Linked DNA regions of Rattus norvegicus: region 1 is linked to region 2. A link is a contact called in public Hi-C data. All regions are on one chromosome and are shown on one strand. The core of a region is the stretch at or near the end of the contact, and the rest is flanking DNA. Distances in the headings are between cores, read along the strand shown. Region 1 overlaps Add3 (adducin 3). Region 2 overlaps Xpnpep1 (X-prolyl aminopeptidase 1).

Evidence for each region. A called contact is a pair of places that touch in the nucleus more often than the background predicts.
Region 1: a Hi-C map of Schwann cells shows a contact between it and region 2, with 9 times the contacts expected there. The contact joins two enhancer-like sites. A contact is called at or near these places in 11 of 12 Hi-C or Micro-C datasets (the A7r5 cell line, the Rat2 cell line, Schwann cells and 7 more) and 1 of 1 datasets of contacts at active chromatin or transcription factors (oligodendrocytes).

The regions. Positions count from the first base shown.
Region 1 is chr1:262,214,261-262,217,354 of GRCr8, reverse strand. All of the region lies in intron 1 of Add3 (adducin 3), which reads right to left. Among named protein-coding and RNA genes, the nearest start is that of Add3, 63 kb to the right of the region's middle. Within about 2 kb of position 1,329, at least 23 of the 93 cell types and tissues checked have an H3K27ac peak or open chromatin away from gene starts, as enhancers often do. A contact at or near this core is called in Schwann cells, where this site is marked.
Region 2 is chr1:262,022,115-262,025,557 of GRCr8, reverse strand. Xpnpep1 (X-prolyl aminopeptidase 1) reads left to right here. Exons shown (of 21, transcript NM_001398660.1): 9 at 2,064-2,145. Among named protein-coding and RNA genes, the nearest start is that of Xpnpep1, 33 kb to the left of the region's middle. Within about 2 kb of position 1,522, at least 29 of the 93 cell types and tissues checked have an H3K27ac peak or open chromatin away from gene starts, as enhancers often do. A contact at or near this core is called in Schwann cells, where this site is marked.

The sequences.
Region 1 (3,094 bases), core at 80-2,579, 190 kb before region 2:
TAACCTTTGCTAAGTATGGAAGACTGAAAAGTTTCTGAGGAAATATGAAGCAAGAAATGTTATCATGTTGGACTGTGAACAGAAATGGTCTTTGTAAAACCCCAGAAGGATGATTCAGCAAGAATTCCAATCACAAACACGAGCTGCAGCGGGGCTCACTTCTTGCACAGCGGACATGTTAGGCAGCTAGCAAATCATAAAATAGTACTTTGATGAAATGCCCTTTTCACTTAAGCAAGGGTGGACTTCAGTGGCCACAGTTAGTTGACATTCTTGCTCTGTATGCGTGCATTTTTGCCCTTTTCTCTACAAGAGAAACTATGTACACCAGATCTCCAGGTTTAGCAGCATGCTGGCATTGCTGGGATTGGTCCCTTCAGGTTATGAGATCCTGGAAGAAGCTGGCTTAGTGCTGCTGAGTGTCAAGTCCATGTAGCTACTGGATTCCACCCTGATATCTGACTTTTTTTTTTTTTTTTCCGGAGTTGAGGACCGAATCCAGGGCCTTGAGCTTGCTAGGCAAGCTCTTTACCACTGAGCTAAATCCCCAAGCCCCTGACTTTACTTAATTAAGAAACAGACAAAAGCCTTGCTGAGTTACTAATTTTGAAGACCTCTAGTCATTCCTGGGTGATCTAAATCCCTTTATTTTTCTACTGGGCAATTTCAAATACTCAAATGCAGAACCCTCCCATTGCTTCTCTCTGAGGACTTCTACCCATTACTACCCTTTGCGAAAAGTACCTTGTCCTGTGTTCTGCCTATGGCAGGTGTGGTAAGTCCCTCATATTCATTGGTCACAGAACTGGGCTCTTTCTAATCGCCTTTTGTTGAGAACCTGCCCTCTTCTTAAGGGTTTGTTTACCTGAATTCATTCTTTGTTCAGCCACTTTGCATTATTTTATTCTTGTGTTTTCACCAAATCACACTGGAATAAAAATGTGGCAAGAGGGGAATGTTTTCAAAATATTCAACATTTCTTGAACTCCTGTGCTATGACTATTTAAGGATGGAGCAAGTTTTAACCATTGAATTAGATAATACCCCTGAGATGTAGTATTGTTACCTCAGTTTATTGAAAAGGAAGTGTCTTACTGCCGTGTGAAGAAACGAGGACGTGAGCAGCTGGGGGTGGGGGGGCATGGCAGCAGGTGAGCAGGGCGGTGCTGGAGCAGGAGCTCTGATCTGTCAAGTATCAGGCAGAGAGTTGGGCAACTGGAATAGCGATGGCTTATTAAACCTCAAAGTCCGCCCTGGTGACACACCTCCTCCAATGAGGTTACATCTCGTAATCTTCTCAAACAGTCCTACCAATGGTTGTGGGGCAGTGGGACATGGGACAGACAGGGACTATGACGACTAAACGTTCAGATTTATGAGTCTCCAGGGGCCATTCTCATTCAAACTACCAACAGGAAACGAGTGGAGACAAAATATTACTTATCCAAGGCCACACACACTCTTGTTTTTGGCTCTAGAACTAGAATTCTCTTCACCTCATATTTCCAAAGTTTGAGTCATTTTAGATAGACTTAAAGTTAAAGTTGTTAAGATCTTTTGGCAAAACTTTTCAACCTCTCTGCTATGCTAGACTCAAATCAAGGTTCCCATCTTAAATGTGAACTCTTTAGTAAGATATATATTTTCATGGACTGGTTATCTTCAAAATCTTTATCTGGACACCAGAAGAGTGAAACGAACAGTTTGTCACTTGGGAATTCTTATCAGATCAGTAACAAACAAACATTCCTGGTTATTTGCAAAATCCAACAATCCACAAAGTGGAATCTAGGCAAGAATTATAATATTTAACTTTAAAAAGGACTTTTCTAGATCTTGGTACCTAGATTACACATGCTCCATTATTTTACCTAGGACGGTGTCAGACATGAGCTGCTGTATAGATCTGCTGGTTCTGTCTGACACAGAAATGGAACTTAGTTTGGAAAGCAGAGTAGCTGATAAGAGTGGGAAACATGAGCGCGTGTGTGCATGCGTGTGTGTGTGTGTGTGTGTGTGTGTGTGTGTGCGCGCGCGTGGGTGTGTCTTGGTGCTTTCTGACCTGTGCCATTCACCTTCCAGATGACTGTCTGTCCTGGCACACACAGATAGGGAAGAAACAGTGAGGACAGAGGCAGCCCAAATTTCCAAGCTGTTTATTTTTAATAAAAATAGGAAAATCAAAGAGGATTTTAGAAGTCCAATATCAAACTCATAGGGAAGAGATATCATTAAACCAACTTCATCATTTAATTCATGGAAGTCTGTTTAAAAAACAGCAACAGAAATGTTGACTTTAGAAAATGAAGAATCTATAAAGACATTGAGAAACAAACACTAACATATGAATAATAGTAATTCCTATAAGAAATGCTGTCTTTCCGATTACTCCCTAGTTAGAGTGAGTGTCAAAGTTTAAAAGAGTATGAGGTGTTCCTGTTTTGTTTTAACCTATCATTTCTCTTAATAAACAAGTCTGGAGAGAGAGAGCCTACCTTACCCAAATCCCTCTACTTAATCTTACTCTATTTTTACATTGTGAAGATACACAGAATGTGGATTACAGATCACATGCATATATATTCCACTGATATAAGAAAGTTATGAAATATGAATAATACTTTTTTTAAATTCCATAAAGGTTTTAAGATACTAAGGCTTAAGATACTAATTTTTGAAACTAGTGGGCAATAAATAGTCTTTGAAAAAGTCATGTAATACCTTACATTCCACTTCAAAGAAATTAATAAGCATGCATTCAGTGTTAAAAACAGGAAAAATTGGGTTGGGGATTTAGCTCAGTGGTAGAGCACTTGCCTAGCAAGCTCAAGGCCCTGGGTTCGGTCCCCAGCTCCGGAAAAAAAAAAAAAAAAACAGGAAAAATTGGAGGTTTTGTTTTCATAAAAATTTAAAGCAACTTATAATATTTTTGAAACTGAGCCTGTTTTCATGGTAATTCAGTAGAGAGTAAACTTTAAGTATTGGTTTTGTGCCACTCACACGTCTGAAGGATTCACTTCTATTGCTAGCTATCTTTAAATTCAGGCCCGAAGCAGCACTCTTGTCTTTCTGTGGCTCACAAAGACTGGACTCA
Region 2 (3,443 bases), core at 273-2,772:
CTCTGGTTTCACTGCAGGGGCATTACCTGATCTCCTCCTTGGGCCTCTGGGAATCTGTGTTTGTGCCATTCAGCTCTGTGAATGGTGAGGGAATTCGTAACAGTGTCTTTAAATAAGAGAGCAAATGCTGGTTAGCACAAAGGAGGGAGCATTACAGTTGGAATAGGGATGGCCCACCTGACAGAACAGCGCACACACAGCCAGGGGCTCCTGGTGAATCCGGTGTGTGATGCCTGCCTCTGGCCTCGCAGTCTGAAGGACTGACTTCTCTGAGGAAGAATATTCTAAATATTTTTTTTTTGTGTTGCTCTCTCTTTATACTTAAATAGTTTCTAAGATCTTCACCGAGAGAGTATTCTAGTCAAGTTTTTACCTCAGAAAACTTAACAGGAAGGTCTTCTCTAGGTCCTGCCCCTTAATCTTCTGACTTTCCACTACCCCTGCTGTTCAAAACCTGTCCTCTCCCAGAGTTTGAAGGAGCCTGAGTGAAATGCTCTCTCCTGTCCTGCTCTGACTGGATTTGATTCAGGGAGGCTTGGAAGAGGCTTTTGTGCATTTTATCTCTCCACTGGAGGAAGAAAGCCCACTGGGGATGTCCCGCCTCTTCCGTCCCCAGACTTTGTCAGATGTCTGTGATTGTTGTCTCGAATTAACCCTGCCTCAGAGGGAAAAACACACAAAAGTGCTTTCTCTCTTTGAAAATAAAACAAATATGTCCCTATTTTGGAGACCCTCTGAAGTGCAGAGGAAGTAGAAGAAAAATAAGATTCACTCACAAGCCTTTTCCCTAGTGACAGCCATTGTTGACATTTCTGTGTATCTGTCATTCAGCCTGGTGTTCTAGACGTGTCAGTGTGCTGGGAACAAATATAAACGCAATTTAAGCATTAAGAATCCCCTCAAATGGTGGTGCTAAGGTCTGCCTGACAGCTTCCATTTGGAGGCCTTTGCGCTATCTCCAGCTTCTCCATAAGTTACTGTGGTTCTCTCGTCCGGAGCATGGCTCATACTCACATATCTCAGTTTCTGGTCATTTTGCCTTCCTATTTCTGGTTGATTTTGTGGGTACTCTTGTGAGTGTGAGGGTGAGCGTGTGGTGGGACTTCTGACACATCCATTCTGTCACACGTCAGCAGCCCCAAGTCCCTTCATTTCAGAAGGAGGTAGTAAAGCCCGATGGGAGGCAGGCCTCTAACCCAGCACTTGGGAGGCAGAGGCATGTGAATCTGAGTTCGAGGCCAGCCTGGACCACCTAGCAGGTTCCAGGCTGTCTACGGCTACACAATGAGACCTTGTCTCCAAAAAATAAAACACTCAAGAGTCAGTATGAGGTTAAACCTTTCTACTTTCTTTGAGAAGCCATTATTTTAACATAGAGGGGGCGGCTGCTTTTTGTACTTGGCCTTTTCGCTCCCTTATCTTTGAGAGCAAGCATTGGAGCGGCAGCCAGGCCCAGAGCTGCACTGTCTGCTTGTCTGTTAGGCTTCTCAAGTGTTCGGTGACCTCATCAGACTCCAGCCCCTGGCTCAGGGCAGGTCCTCCACCCAGCCCAGTAACAGCCCACTGTGGCTGAGCCACAGCCTCCTGACTCACGACTTCCGGCTCTGAGGAGAGCTCTGTGTAGGTGGAGCTCAGTGGGGTCTCTATGTCACCACCTCCACTTCAGACTTTCTGTCCTAGGTCGTTTGCCTTGGAATAGAGAGATTGCATGTGTCCCCCTTATATTTGAGGGGGTCAGAGTCTGTTTGCAGCAGCGCTGAGCTTGGCAGATTCCCACAGTCAGTTACCAGTTTCAGCTCTTTGGGGGACACTGGTTATGACTTTTTGATCCTACTCCCTCCTCAGGCTTGCAACATGGCCAACTAGGAAACAGTTCTGGCGCCATCAGGTGGCCGACACCAGCATCTGCAGCTCAGTCGTGGAACCCTGAGAGATGTGGAATCCTTTGATAGGAGCTGAATTCTAAGCAGAAACTCCTCCCTCCCCAAAAGCTACCTGTAAAGCCTGACCCTGGAGCCAGGCATTGAAAGGAACCATTTTAAAGAAATTGCTTTCCTTTTTAGGGCTGTTCAATCTCCGAGGGTCAGATGTGGAGCACAACCCGGTGTTTTTCTCCTACGCAATCATAGGACTAGAGAGGATCATGTAAGTGCTCTCTCCCACCCAGATACCCCCTCCTGGCCCTCACCCCACCGTTGCTATGCTTGCTTTCTCACTTTAGAACTCCTCCTTCATCCGCTTGTCCTTGCCTGTCCTAACAGGTGTTTGCTTTAATCCTGCCTTCCCTCTAAACCTCTAAATGTCTTGAAATCTACAAAATTATTTATAGTAACACAAGACTGAGAAATAAGTGTGTGAGACTATCAGAGCACAGATGCTGTGAGGTTCTTCATGAGGTTCCTGCTGTGTGATCTGGCCCAGGCCACACAGGTTTCAGGTTTCCCAGAAGGCAGTGCGGAGGGAGCAGCATAGGCTTAGCTGTATGGTTCTGGACCCCAGGCGTCTTAAAGGTCAGCAGCAATATGGGGAATCATGGTCTATGGTCTGCTGTCTTGCCAGTTTTACCACTTCAGACATTACTTTCAGGCTAACGTCATTGTCTTTCTGTTGAATGGGATTATAGTTCTTTGCTCTTGTGATAGAACACTCTGATTGGAAATAACTTAGGGGAGGAAAGGATGACCTTGACTTACACTTCATGCCACAGTCCACCATTGAGGGGAACCAGGGCAGGAACTCAAACAGGAGCTTGAAGCAGGGCCTTGTTTAGCTGGCTTTCTCTCTTTCTTTTTTCTTTTCTTTTCTTTTCTTTTTTTTTTTTTAAAGATTTATTCATTTATATGAGTACACTGTCGCTTTCTTCAGACACACTAGAAGAGGGCATTGTTACAGATGGTTGTGAGCCACCATGTGGTTGCTGGGAATTGAACTCAGGACTTCTGGAAGAACAGTTGATGCTCTTAACCACTGAGCCATAGCTGGCTTTCTTATATAGCACAGAATCACCTGCCTAGGGAATGGTGCCACCTGCAGTGGGCGCATGCCTAAGGAATGGTGCCACAGGCAGAGGGCTGGGCCCTCCTGTATCAACTGAACCAAGACAATCTCTCAGAGATTTACCCAGTAGCCAATCATTTTGGCCTGTCCTCAGCTCATTTGCACTTCTCAGACAATGGTAGGCTGTGTCAAGTTGACAGTTAAAACTTAACTACGGCAGGGGCCAGGTGTGTCTGTACACATCTTTAATTCCAGTTCTCAGAAGGCAGAAACAGGCAGATATCTGAGTTTGGTCTACATAGTTCCAGGACAGCTGGTGTTACAAAGTGAGACCGTGTCTCAAAAAAACCACCAACCAACCAACCACTAGCAGCAGCAACAACAAGTCCGTCCTTTCTTCTTTTTACTTAATGTGTAAAATAGAGGGTTCATCGTGACACTCTACA